Regions from separate parts of the Mus musculus genome. Here all the other regions are linked to region 3. Evidence: chromatin contacts called from public HiChIP or PLAC-seq data. All regions are on one chromosome and are shown on one strand. Each heading gives the region's core, a stretch centred on a gene start, on an enhancer-like site or on the middle of the called end of the contact. The rest is flanking DNA. Distances are from core to core; before and after follow the strand shown.

Region 1 (2,700 bases), core at 160-2,659, 240 kb before region 3:
AAAATATACATTGCTGCCTGTGGAGGGAACATAGGTGAGGCTTCATACTTTCAGAGCCTGCTGCAAAATAAAAATTTGAGGTTCATAATAAATTTTTTAAAAAACAAGGAAAAATACTGATTAAAAACTGTAACATGCTTCCCCTTGGTTTGTTCTCCCTCCCCCTCCCCATGCCCCTCCCCTCCCCTCCCCCTCCCCCTCTCCTCTCCCTCTCCCTTCCCCTCTCCCTCTCCCTTCCCCTCTCCCTCCCCCTCCCCTTCTCCCCTCCCCTTCTCTCTCTCCCTCTCTGTCTCTGCACACACCCCTCTTTCTCTTTCTCTTCCATCCTGATGCTTTTTAATCTGTTAAGATATGAGGTTCTTAAGGCAATCACAGACACTCATAAGAGCCCAGGCCATGCTATGAGGTCACTTGGCATAGGGGAATATGTTCAGTTCACTGGGTGTTGAATCACCATATAGAGCTCAATCAAGACATGTGTGGGTGACTGTAGAGACCCTAAAGTTCTTACAATAGGCGTTCTTAGTATCTGGATCAGAGGTGGTCAGACGGCACCTACCTCAAGTGCACTGTAGTATTGCTAGCCTAGGATGGGGTGGCTGCCTCTGTGCCTAGCCTTAATAAATTTCAAGGGCTATTCATCCAAACCTAACCTTCTTGTTCTTCCACCAGATGTCTGCCAGATCTGGAGGGTGATGGTGTTTACTGGGGGTGAGGGAGCTTAGGCAGGGCCTGGGTGCTACCAGGTGTTGGGGGGATGGTAGAGAAACCTTGGTCATGTTACAGGGTCCCTTCAGGCTTCAGTTATGAAACAGTTATTTAAAAACAAAACAAAACACCCTTAATTTTCAGAGAGTGGTAGCATATGCTTACAATCCCAGCCCTTGTCTGGTGAAAGGAAAAAGGTGAGGAGTTCAAGGCCAGCATGGGACACTGTATCAAAAATAAGTAAATAATAAAGATATACATAGATAAATTTCTAAGTTATTCAAGATATCAGTGGCCATACAGTAAGTCACAAGCACGATGCCTATGTGACCATATCGGTCATTTGTTCTGAAGATGGTCTCCTTTGAAAGCTATTTCAGAGGCCTAACTGCTGAGGAAGCACTTGGGAAACACACTCTCAACTCTGTCTGCCTCTCCAGCCTCACGTGTGTGTGTGTGTGTGTGTGTGTGTGTGTGTGTGTGTGTGTGTGTGTGTGTGTGAATTCTGCAAGCCATGCCAGTTGTTCAAAGAAGTAAGCTAGTCTCTCCTCCTCCCCCTCCCCTTCCTCCTCCTTCTTCCTTGTTCCCTCTCCTTCCTAATGCAGCACTCAAGTGGGCTAAGGGCCCGAGCGGCTCCAGTGCTGTCTTTATTAGGTTTCAGCTTCCTGTCACAACAGCCGAGCCCCACAGGAACAAGAGGAAATCGAAATCAATTTTCTCAGGCAGAGTCCAGACGCCAGCCTCATTGCTGAGGGCGGCAGTGTGTGCAGGTGTGACGTGGAGGCCCCTGAGCCCACTGTGGTGATGCTCCTGGACCCCGTGCAGTTAAAGCTCAGCAGACCTGTAGCACTGGCAGCATAGCAGAAGGCCTTCTGTGGGCATCGCGCCAGGAAAGCTGAGTGGCAACCTGTGCTCCTTCTCCGTTCACCCTCATAGTTCCGCCCTCCATGAGCCATTCTCTTAACTTCTATATCCAGGGGTACTGCCAAACTGTAAGCTCTAATCTAGGTGGATGTGGGGTACTACACAGTGTAATCTCTGCCTAGGAAAACACTCCCCTGCACACCAAATGGTCTCCTAGAAAGAGCCCCAGTGAGGGTCTTCAAGGGTCAGGAGAGTGTTGAACATCCAGATGTCCAAATGAATTGATATCAGAATCATCTATTTGGCCTTTCAGTTCCCAAGAAATTAGATTTAGTGTTCTGGCACAAAAGGAATCATGAGTAGCCCATTTTATTCTAACCCTGCAAGTATCTTTGTTCCAATGAACACTTTGCTAAGTGCCTATAAAATACTAACTCTATCTAAACCCCTCAGAGGTGTGGAGCTGAGTTCAACCTCTGAGAGCAGCAAATGAAGCTTCTGTGTACAAGCAAAAGAGAGAGGGTTTCCCCCTATGCCTAGAAAAGAAGCCATGAGGGAATTACATAGGGCAGTGGTCAGATCTTCAGAGTATTGTGGGACCTGATACAGATGGCCATGCAGAGCTGTGCCCTGCTTCCTGTGAGGTGTCTCTGTTGCACACACACACACACACACACACACACACACACACACACACACACACACACACACACACTGCACCACAGCCCTGCTTGAACATGAGTCATAAGCTAAGCAAGAGCAGAGACTGGGGATATGCACTGCAACCCTTTGGAAGCTGAACCAAAGGTAAACTCCACAGATTTGTCTCAATCAGGCTGGCCCATGTCAAACTCTAGGGCTCTACCACCCCTAGACTGCCTGCAGGACGCCTGAGGTCAGGTCTAGAGTGGCTACATAGGGCAGGGCTGGTGGGCTGAGATAAGGCATAATGCAGGGAAGGACAGCCAGTAGGAACCAGAATGGAGTGGAATATCACATAGAAGTACACGTTCCAGAGTTCAAATCCCATCGCTGCCATTTCCTGACTGTGGCTTGTGGCACGTTCCCTTCCCTGAGCCCACATTGTCTTCTCTGTAAAATTGGCATGTAGTAATTAGATCCATACTG
Region 2 (2,700 bases), core at 66-2,565, 200 kb after region 3:
TAGCAAAAATTATGTGGAGTCTAAATTGTGTTTGGTGAAGGAAGTGGAAATGAATAAAGCTGTTTTACCATGAAAAGTAGGTATTTTGTCTTGGATCTTGGAGGTTTTTTTTTTCTCTCTCTCTTAGATGGAAATGTTCTAAGTGCTGCATTGTCTATTTCGTTTGCCTTTTACAAGTCTGACGTTATAAAAAGGCAATTTGTATCTGTATTTGCAAATTTGAGCATGACAGCTGTGTTTTGGAGGTTTAATCTGGAACTAACTGAACTGCAGATGATGTGGAGTCGTTTTCCCCGTGATGTTGTCAGGTTCCACTCATCAAAAATACTGCATGTGAAAGAAAATAGGGAAGACTGGAGAGATGGCCCAGTGGTTAAGCACTTGCCACTTTAGGGGAGGATTAGAACTCAGTTCCCAGTGCCCCCATGAAGGAGCCCACAACCACCTGTGACTCCTGCCCTAGAAGATCAGACTCCCAGTTCTCACATCCTCATATTCATAAATATGTGTGCACATGTGCACATACACACACACATACACATAGAGACACACAGAGACAGACAGAAATAAAATATAAAGCTTAAAAGTGTACCACATGTATATTTTTAAGCCTCTCTATCAGGAATTTTAGAATCTTAGGTAGTAACAGTGTTACAGTGACGTGACCCTGAGAAGCCACCCTTCCCTACCCACACATAACTGCTATAGAGGAACTGAGCCTTCTCTGCTCTTGCTGCAGTAACCATGTTTTTGATTAGTTGTTGGGGGTCGGCTCCTGAAACCAGAAAGCTTTTTGTCTCCCATGTCTGTCAAAATGTGGCTGATTTAATTTGAATGAAATTTTAATTAGAAAAATTCTGCCAAGACGAAGCCCTGATTTGAATATTTATAGATACGTCAAGGATCTCCACATACCTGGGGTCTAATTTGAATTGCTTCACTGGACTTCAGCCTTAATAGCTCAGGAAGAAGGAGCCTGTGTGATAGGGCGGATTGCCCATGCACAGTGGGCTGGAATGGGAAGCCAGCCGGGGAAGTGACTGCATGCTTGATCTCCACCGTTTTAAGAGCAGCCGTTTGTCCGCATACATTTTTCAAGCTTGTGAGCGTTTAGCTATGGGGGTGGGAAAATATATGACCAACATTAACACGGTACCTGGAACACACAGCTTATAGAAACAGCAGGGTATGTTACAAAAGCTGTGGGGGTGAGGGAGGCCACCTCCATCCAGGCTCATTCTCCTCTAGCTGCAGGCTTGTGTTCCCGGATTTAGTCTTCAGTGCCCCGTCTCAGGATAGGGAGGCGCTGACTTCACTGGCCCTGGGTGGACATTATTGAACCACCTGCCCTGGGTAGTGAGCTGCTACAGCCATGGTAGAGTTGCACAGTGAGAAGAGAGAGATCTTTCTCTTCCCTTTTGTTGTTTCTGAGTAATTACATGTCCATTCCCACTTACCCAAATTATTCTTTTGTGTTGGACATTTACAATCAGGATGTCTGCAGCCCTTACCGTTGTCACAATGGATTTAGTGTGAATGTGTGCACCCTGTGCAAAAATAATGTTTTTTTAACTAGACAATGCACTGTTATTAAGGTCAGCTTTTATCTGGGCGATTCAGAAGAATCCTGTATACAACCCTCTATGTATATAAATGCATCTTCCCCTCTGAAGATGTGCTGGCAATCTGGAGGCAATGAGGAGACTCTGGCTGGGATTCAACCTCCCTGCAGAGACCCTGTTAGACACACAGCCCCTTGGCACCTCCTGTCCAAGGGCTGATCCTTAGCACGTGCTGACAGTTCTCTCAGAGATAAGACTCTATTTCTCCCATCAAACGCCAGGAATTCTAAGCAGTCACAGTTTTGCTCAGTTCTGAGTGCAAGGGAGTTGAGCAGAAAGGTTTTTTTGCATGTTACAAAAGAAATTGGGGAGACTTTGATGAAAAAAAAATTGACTCTGCAGTAGTGATTTTTTACATGTATGATGTCAACAGATGCAGCCGTGGCTCCTGGAATGGGGGTTTCATGTGCGCAGGAGATGGTCACGTCATGACCTGTTTTCCAGCTTCTCCTGTGTGTGGTGGGGGCACAGGGTGTTCTCTATCTGCCTCCTTCAACCTCTGACTGCTGGAACAAATTTTAATATCTTTGAGCATCTGAAATGTGAACATTTTTATATAGAATGTGTTTTTTATATATTGTATGCATATATTATACATATTATAAATTATAATTTGCATGCAGCTTAGAGAAGCCAGCCACTGTTAAAATTTTCATGAAAACAAAGAAATGAGGGGATCTTGAAGAGAAAAGATACAGTAGGGAAAGGACTTTAGAGTGGGGGATCCCAGCCAGAAGCTGCTTCTGTGTGAGCTCCACCCACGCTGGGAGAACATTGCGTACTATGCTTGTATTTTCTTTTACTCCAAGCCTGCCAACAACTCTATCACCACCCTCGGGGAATATAAGAGGTTATGTATGTGTGAAGTTTACATGTTTGAGGGCCAAAAGGCTTCCTTTTTGCAATCCCTACAAAATAAAAGTCTCCCAAACTACCTTGGCAATAAAACTGCCGGGTGATGTCATACTTGGGTGGGAGACTGGCATTTCTTCCACCGACTGAGCCTTTGAATACTAACTTTAATGTGTTGTATTAACCATCTGGAGACATTTTACAGTTGTTGTCAAAAGGTTGACTC
Region 3 (2,700 bases), core at 150-2,649:
ATCTTGTATTCACATGCACATGTGCGCTCTCTCTCTCTCTCTCTCTCTCTCTCAAACACACACACAAAATTTGTATGCATATATATACACAACTTAGAAAAATTGGGCTATCTTTAGAATCTGGGGCAAAGAGATATTCTTTTTACTTTTCTGTATTTTTGAATTGTTTATAATCACCATAAGGCAAAAATTTAAAAAGTGAACATGAAAGATTCCTGGGAGACAGACTGCTTCTCATGGATCCTTGGAACCCGCAGCATGTGATAGGACTGGGTACATTATACAGAGGAAAGGAGAGCTGGATGGTGACTGGTCAGCTAGCAGAAGGTGGGTTTTCTGACTGCTAAAGCATCAAGGAGTCTGCCCTTTAAAGAACATTGCAGGGCTTGGGATTGTGTGTGAACTGGCTCTTTGGTCTGTCAGAGGGCTTCACTGAGCAGAGCCACTTCTGGAGCACCCTCACTTGTATTTCCTGCACAACTCAAGCCCCACTCAGGTGCTAAAGAGTGTTGATTTCACTATGTTCCCATCCCCTCTTTTAACAAACAAGGCTGCTTGATTAATGGAAGTCTTTGTGTTGATATCTCAGTCATATTGTATTTTCATAGCCTTAAGAGTGGAGGTCTCCCGCTGAAGGAGGATGCTTGCTGTCGCTCCTGTGCCTTAATACACACAGAAGAGCCAGGGCAAAGGAGGGAGAGAGAGGGAGGATCCCAATACCAGTTTCTGGTTATTCCTGAATATTACTTATAAATGGCTCTGCATTTTCTTTTGACTGGCTTCCCCACCCCCTACTTCTGAGATCTGAGTTGTGCTGCTGTGAGTTGCTCCCTCTGTGGGAAGATGAACTTCATAGCCAGGAGAAAACAAACAACAAAACAAACCTCCACAGCCCTCAGCTCTCTCCAAATTTCCAATTTCCTTCTCTTAGGAGGAAGAGGAAAAGAAGGAGAAGGAGGAGGAGGAGGAGGAGGAGGAGGAGGAGGAGGAGGAGGAGGAGAAGGAAAAGAAGGAAAAGAAGGAAAAGAAGGAGAAGAAGGAGAAGAAGGAGAAGAAGGAGAAGAAGGAGAAGAAGAAGAAGCAGAAGCAGCCATATGCTTTTTATTGCAAGGACTTTAGTAACTAAACTGGAGGGGGGGGTGTCCACAACTTTGAAAATCGAACCGAATCTAAAATTCTTTTTCCCCCTAATTATTAAAAACGTTCAAATTCCTGATTAAGGAACGCCGGAGGGCAGAATGATCTCCAAAGACGTGAATGAAGGAAAAGGGTGAAAAGAAATCCCAGCTCTGCCTGGAAGGTTCCCTGTGAAAGAGCCCGGCTCCCTTGGTAACTCCAGGCCGCGTTTTACAGGCAGCCGCATCTGCCTCCCCTGTCTCTTACCTCCTGGATGTTAGGAACTATTTGTGGTCGGCGTGGTGGAAGGACACAGTGAGGCTCTCACCTCCGCCCCCCGCCCGTCGCTCGCATCCCCAGTTCCATCAAAGCCAACCCGGGCCAGCGCAGGGATCTCCGAGTTGCGAGTGTGCTGAGGCTGGGACTGTCACTCATTCTCCGCTCAGCGCGTGAACGCAGCTCGGCAGTGGCTGGCAAGAAACAATTCTGCAAAAATAATCATACCCAGCCTGGCAATTGTCTGCTCCTCGGTCCATTGCTCCGCCGCCGTCCACAGTCGCTTGCAAGGGGAAGGCACTGAATTTACCGCGGCCAGAACATCCCTCCCAGCCGGCAGTTTACAATGCTGCGAACTAAGGATCTCATCTGGACTTTGTTTTTCCTGGGAACTGCAGGTACATTTTAATTTAATTTAATTAAAAAAAATCTACATCGGGTCTGTTAATTGTCCGCTTGCCCCTGTCTTCTCTCCCTATCCCCGAGAAGCCCGGTTCTTTTGGCTGGTTTTGTGTGTAAAGCAAAGACAGCATTTTCACTGAGCTGAGAAGGGAGCGCATCGTATCGTCCTTGCTTGGCCAGCCAAACCCGTGCCCTCCGGGACGGCGCTGGACGCGGCTGCCTCCCCGCTCAGTGGCGGCCGCGCACGCCCTTCCCACTTGTGTGCCCGCGGAGGTGGGACAGGGGTATGGGGACCGGGATGCTGCCGTGATGGGCAGCGCTGCTTTCCCCTTCCCCGAAGGCGGGTGGCGGATGCGTGGCTCGGGTGGTGTCGCCCCCCAGGCTCATCTTTCACCTAGAGGTGTTTGTCAAGCTTCGAGAAGAGTGAACAATAAGGCTGGGGCAGTTTTACCCCCACCGTTATGTCCCGGGCTGGGGTAAAGTGAGGCTTGCAGCCTTCGCTTACTCCCCCGTCTTCCCCGCCCCGAATAACGGTTTGCAAAATGGGGCAACCACCGGCAGCACCGCAGGGCCCTGTGGTCGTTCCTGCACCCCCGTGCAAATGACGTTAGTTTTTCATTTGCCAAATTGCTGGGTAGTTGCAAAACCTGCCCTCGGCCGGGAGCACGGAGGGATGGGAGGGTCCAGCGCCGCGTTTTGACAGGAGGAAGTGCAGAGGGGCGGAGGGTGAGGAGGGCGTGATCGGGGCTGCCTGGTTGTGTGTGTGTGCGCGCGCGTGTGCGCGCGTGTGCCTTTACACGCACCGAGAGCCTAGGGTTGCACGGTGCCAGCGAAGAATGGCAGGTAGCCAGCTGCCCAAGACACCTCTTCCTTTCTCTGGGCGATATTCCTGATCCTGGCAAAGTG
Region 4 (2,700 bases), core at 156-2,655, 160 kb after region 3:
GCATCACGAATAGCATGGGCAAGCTGGAAGACAATCTTGGGCTCCTCTGTGGAATGTGAAGTGCAACTAAGACCAAGAATGAATGAGAAGACAAGAAAATAAGCTGGGGTGAGGGGTAGCTTTACAGCCCCTAAAATGGCCTAACAGGAGGCAAGGAGAGAATTTCCTCTGAGGAGACACGAGTGGATTAAGCACTGGTCATGGTTTCTTTCCCCTCAAGACCAGCAAATCAAAGAATATGAGTAAGATGCAGAAATGGCTTAAATAACATGAATATTTTATGTTCTCTGTGTTATCTAGAAACCCAGCTGTTTGTTGACCATTAGAAGAAGACAGTTATAGACCTAGTGGTGTGTTATTTTAAAATGGATACTCTGAGAATACATTTGTTGAAAGACATTTCTTGACTTGAATTCTCCTTTATATTTCTGGCCTTTCCAAAAAGAAGCAAATAAACATTATGTACAGACTGCGCGATTACTCACTCATCTGACATTTTGGTGGCATTAAGCAACAAATATTAATTTGAGACTTAACATTGTTATTGTTTCTAAGATGTGCAAAGTCTCCCAAAATATGAAGCCTGCATTCCGAAATGACTTTCTTCAAAGACTGATTGTTGGCAGACCACACTGTTGGAGGTTTCTATACCTTAAAAAGCTTTCAAAGAAACACTGCAATTTACAGAATTCATTACTGTGCACAACTAATTAGAACTTTGAAGGAAATCACAATGGGGAATTAGATATTCTCAAGAGCACTTCCTTAATCCACAGTGTAGTTTGGGATCAAGGTTGTTCTCCCATGAAAGGGACACTTGGATCGACTATGAGTATGTCCCCGAGCCCTGAAGCACATCCGATCAGTCCTGTTCAGAAATCCTTCTTGCTCTCTGTTCAGACAGAAAGAAAAGTAACAAAGACAAGGAAGAGACAAGATAGAAATACAAAGTAGATGTCTCCTTGCATAAAGAGAATGCTAAACATACACACACACAAACCCAGACATGTCTAATTAGTTTCCAATGCCAGCTTTACTGTAAAGAGATAAAAATAAATAAAAAAAATCTAAGATAAGAGAAGCAAGAACTGCGTGAGTCCCAGGCGTACGGGTGATTACAGCAGAGAGCTCCAAAGCCACCGCCGTTCAGCTCAGCTGCCTCTGTGCTACGCAAATGTGTTTATAGAAAGAATATAAAATGGACCATGGATCACTACCCCCACACACATTGATTAATTTCTCCACATGCTGGCAGCTTTCTACATAGCTGGGGTATCAGGCTTGGGAGACGAATGTGGAAAACAGCAGCAGGTGGGGACTTAGATTTGTCTGGCCCAGCTGCTGCTCTCCGAATCCCCTATTCTTTTTGGTTATCTCAGTCCAGCATCTGTGGTGGAGCAGGACTCATGGGCTTCTGTCATCATAGGCCCAGGAGGCACAGTGTCGCCTATGTCTCCAGCATCTCAGTGCCCTGGATGGACTAGCAAATGGCAAGAACGAGAGCCCTGTCGCTATTTGTAGAGACTGACAGAGTTTGTGTGTGTGTGTGTGTGTGTGTGTGTGTGTGTATTTGAGTGTGTGTGTGTGTTTTTGATTGTGTGAGTGTGTTTGAGTATGTATGTGTGAGTGTGTTTGAGTGTGTATGCATGTGAATGTGTTTGAGTGTGTGTGAGAGTGTGTTTGAGTGAGATTGTGTGTGTGTGTATGAGTGTGTGTTTGTGTTTGTGTGTGAGAGATTGTGTGTGTGAGAGATTGTATGTGCATGTGAGTGTGTTTTTGAGTGTGTGTTTGTGTGTGAGAGATTGTGTGAGTGTGTGTGAGAGAGATTGTGTGTGTGCATGTGTGAGTGTGTTTGATTGTGTGAGTGTGTGTGTGAGTGTGTATGTGTGTTTGAGTGTGTGAGTGTGTTTGAGTGTACATATCTGTGTGTATTTGAGTGTGTGTAGGTGTGAGTGTAAGTGTGTGTATGTCTATGTTTGTGTTTGAAGATGATTGTGTGAGTGTGTGTGAGTGTGTGTTTGATTGTGTGAGTGTGTATGTGTGTTTCAGTGTGTCAATGTGTTTAAGTGTACATGTCTGTGTATATTTGTGTGTATGTAGGTGTTAGTGTGAGTGTAAGTGTGTGTGTCTGTGTTTGAAGATGTTTGTGTGAGTGTGTATATATAAGTGTGTATGCTTGAGTGTATGTGCAAGTGTGTGTGTGTTTGTATGTGTGTGTGAGTATGAGTGTGTGTTGCAGTTTGAGCCTTTACTTTCTACAGATGCATGCTTTTCCACTGAGTATTTCATTGACTGGGCTTTTTTGTTTTTTTGTTTTGCTTTGTTTTGTTTAAATAATAACCCCTTGCTTTATTTAATTTTATAAATAGCACTGTTATATCTGCATGTGCTTTTTATTTTAATATTGGTGATGGTGTAGAGATTAAAAAATGACCTGCCTTCCTGACCTTTAGATTGAACATTGAAGAATGATGTATTCCCTACATCCTCTGGGACTTGCAGAATTTAATCATCCAGTGTTTTCAGAGGTGTTTTAATCATAGAATTTTAGTGTGACCTTCAGAAGTCTCCATTCTTCCAGTGCCCCACAGATAGCCACCCAGCCTATTTTGGTCATCAGCTGCTGAGAATCATGGAGATATCCAACAAATGGCAAGCACTTCTCTTTAATTGTACCTAGCCATCTTAAGTAATAGTGAG

What was found. HiChIP or PLAC-seq counts read pairs in DNA pulled down with a chosen protein or histone mark.
Region 1: a contact with region 3 is called in an H3K4me3 HiChIP or PLAC-seq map of embryonic limb bud, with 3 times the contacts expected there. The contact joins the enhancer-like site here to the promoter of Ncam1 in region 3. A contact is called at or near these places in 4 of 39 promoter capture datasets (the 3T3-L1 cell line, 3T3-L1-derived adipocytes and hippocampal neurons), 2 of 484 Hi-C or Micro-C datasets (the N1E-115 cell line and nephron progenitors) and 9 of 115 datasets of contacts at active chromatin or transcription factors (the NIH/3T3 cell line, SST interneurons, craniofacial prominence and 6 more).
Region 2: a contact with region 3 is called in an H3K4me3 HiChIP or PLAC-seq map of embryonic forebrain, with 4 times the contacts expected there. The contact joins the enhancer-like site here to the promoter of Ncam1 in region 3. A contact is called at or near these places in 5 of 39 promoter capture datasets (the 3T3-L1 cell line, 3T3-L1-derived adipocytes and hippocampal neurons), 8 of 484 Hi-C or Micro-C datasets (the 3T3-L1 cell line, 3T3-L1-derived adipocytes, adipose-derived mesenchymal stem cells and 5 more), 12 of 115 datasets of contacts at active chromatin or transcription factors (the NIH/3T3 cell line, VIP interneurons, embryonic basal ganglia and 9 more) and 1 of 9 other capture datasets (pancreatic islet).
Region 4: an H3K4me3 HiChIP or PLAC-seq map of forebrain shows a contact between it and region 3, with 2.2 times the contacts expected there. The contact joins the enhancer-like site here to the promoter of Ncam1 in region 3. A contact is called at or near these places in 7 of 39 promoter capture datasets (the 3T3-L1 cell line, 3T3-L1-derived adipocytes, epiblast stem cells and 2 more), 17 of 484 Hi-C or Micro-C datasets (3T3-L1-derived adipocytes, the C2C12 cell line, cerebellar granule neurons and 11 more) and 16 of 115 datasets of contacts at active chromatin or transcription factors (VIP interneurons, astrocytes, craniofacial prominence and 12 more).

Annotation. Positions count from the first base shown.
Region 1 is chr9:50,037,175-50,039,874 of GRCm38.p6, reverse strand. No RefSeq gene overlaps it. Among named protein-coding and RNA genes, the nearest start is that of 2310003N18Rik, 190 kb to the left of the region's middle. Within about 2 kb of position 1,409, at least 10 of the 459 cell types and tissues checked have an H3K27ac peak or open chromatin away from gene starts, as enhancers often do. A contact at or near this core is called in the N1E-115 cell line and embryonic limb bud, where this site is marked.
Region 2 is chr9:49,594,161-49,596,860 of GRCm38.p6, reverse strand. All of the region lies in intron 1 of Ncam1 (neural cell adhesion molecule 1), which reads left to right. Among named protein-coding and RNA genes, the nearest start is that of Gm11149, 77 kb to the right of the region's middle. Within about 2 kb of position 1,315, at least 38 of the 459 cell types and tissues checked have an H3K27ac peak or open chromatin away from gene starts, as enhancers often do. A contact at or near this core is called in cortical neurons, embryonic forebrain, embryonic limb bud and 1 more, where this site is marked.
Region 3 is chr9:49,797,768-49,800,467 of GRCm38.p6, reverse strand. Ncam1 (neural cell adhesion molecule 1) reads left to right here and starts at 1,399. Exons shown (of 19, transcript NM_001113204.1): 1 at 1,399-1,790. The coding sequence starts at 1,739.
Region 4 is chr9:49,634,551-49,637,250 of GRCm38.p6, reverse strand. All of the region lies in intron 1 of Ncam1 (neural cell adhesion molecule 1), which reads left to right. Among named protein-coding and RNA genes, the nearest start is that of Gm11149, 120 kb to the right of the region's middle. Within about 2 kb of position 1,405, at least 8 of the 459 cell types and tissues checked have an H3K27ac peak or open chromatin away from gene starts, as enhancers often do. A contact at or near this core is called in VIP interneurons and forebrain, where this site is marked.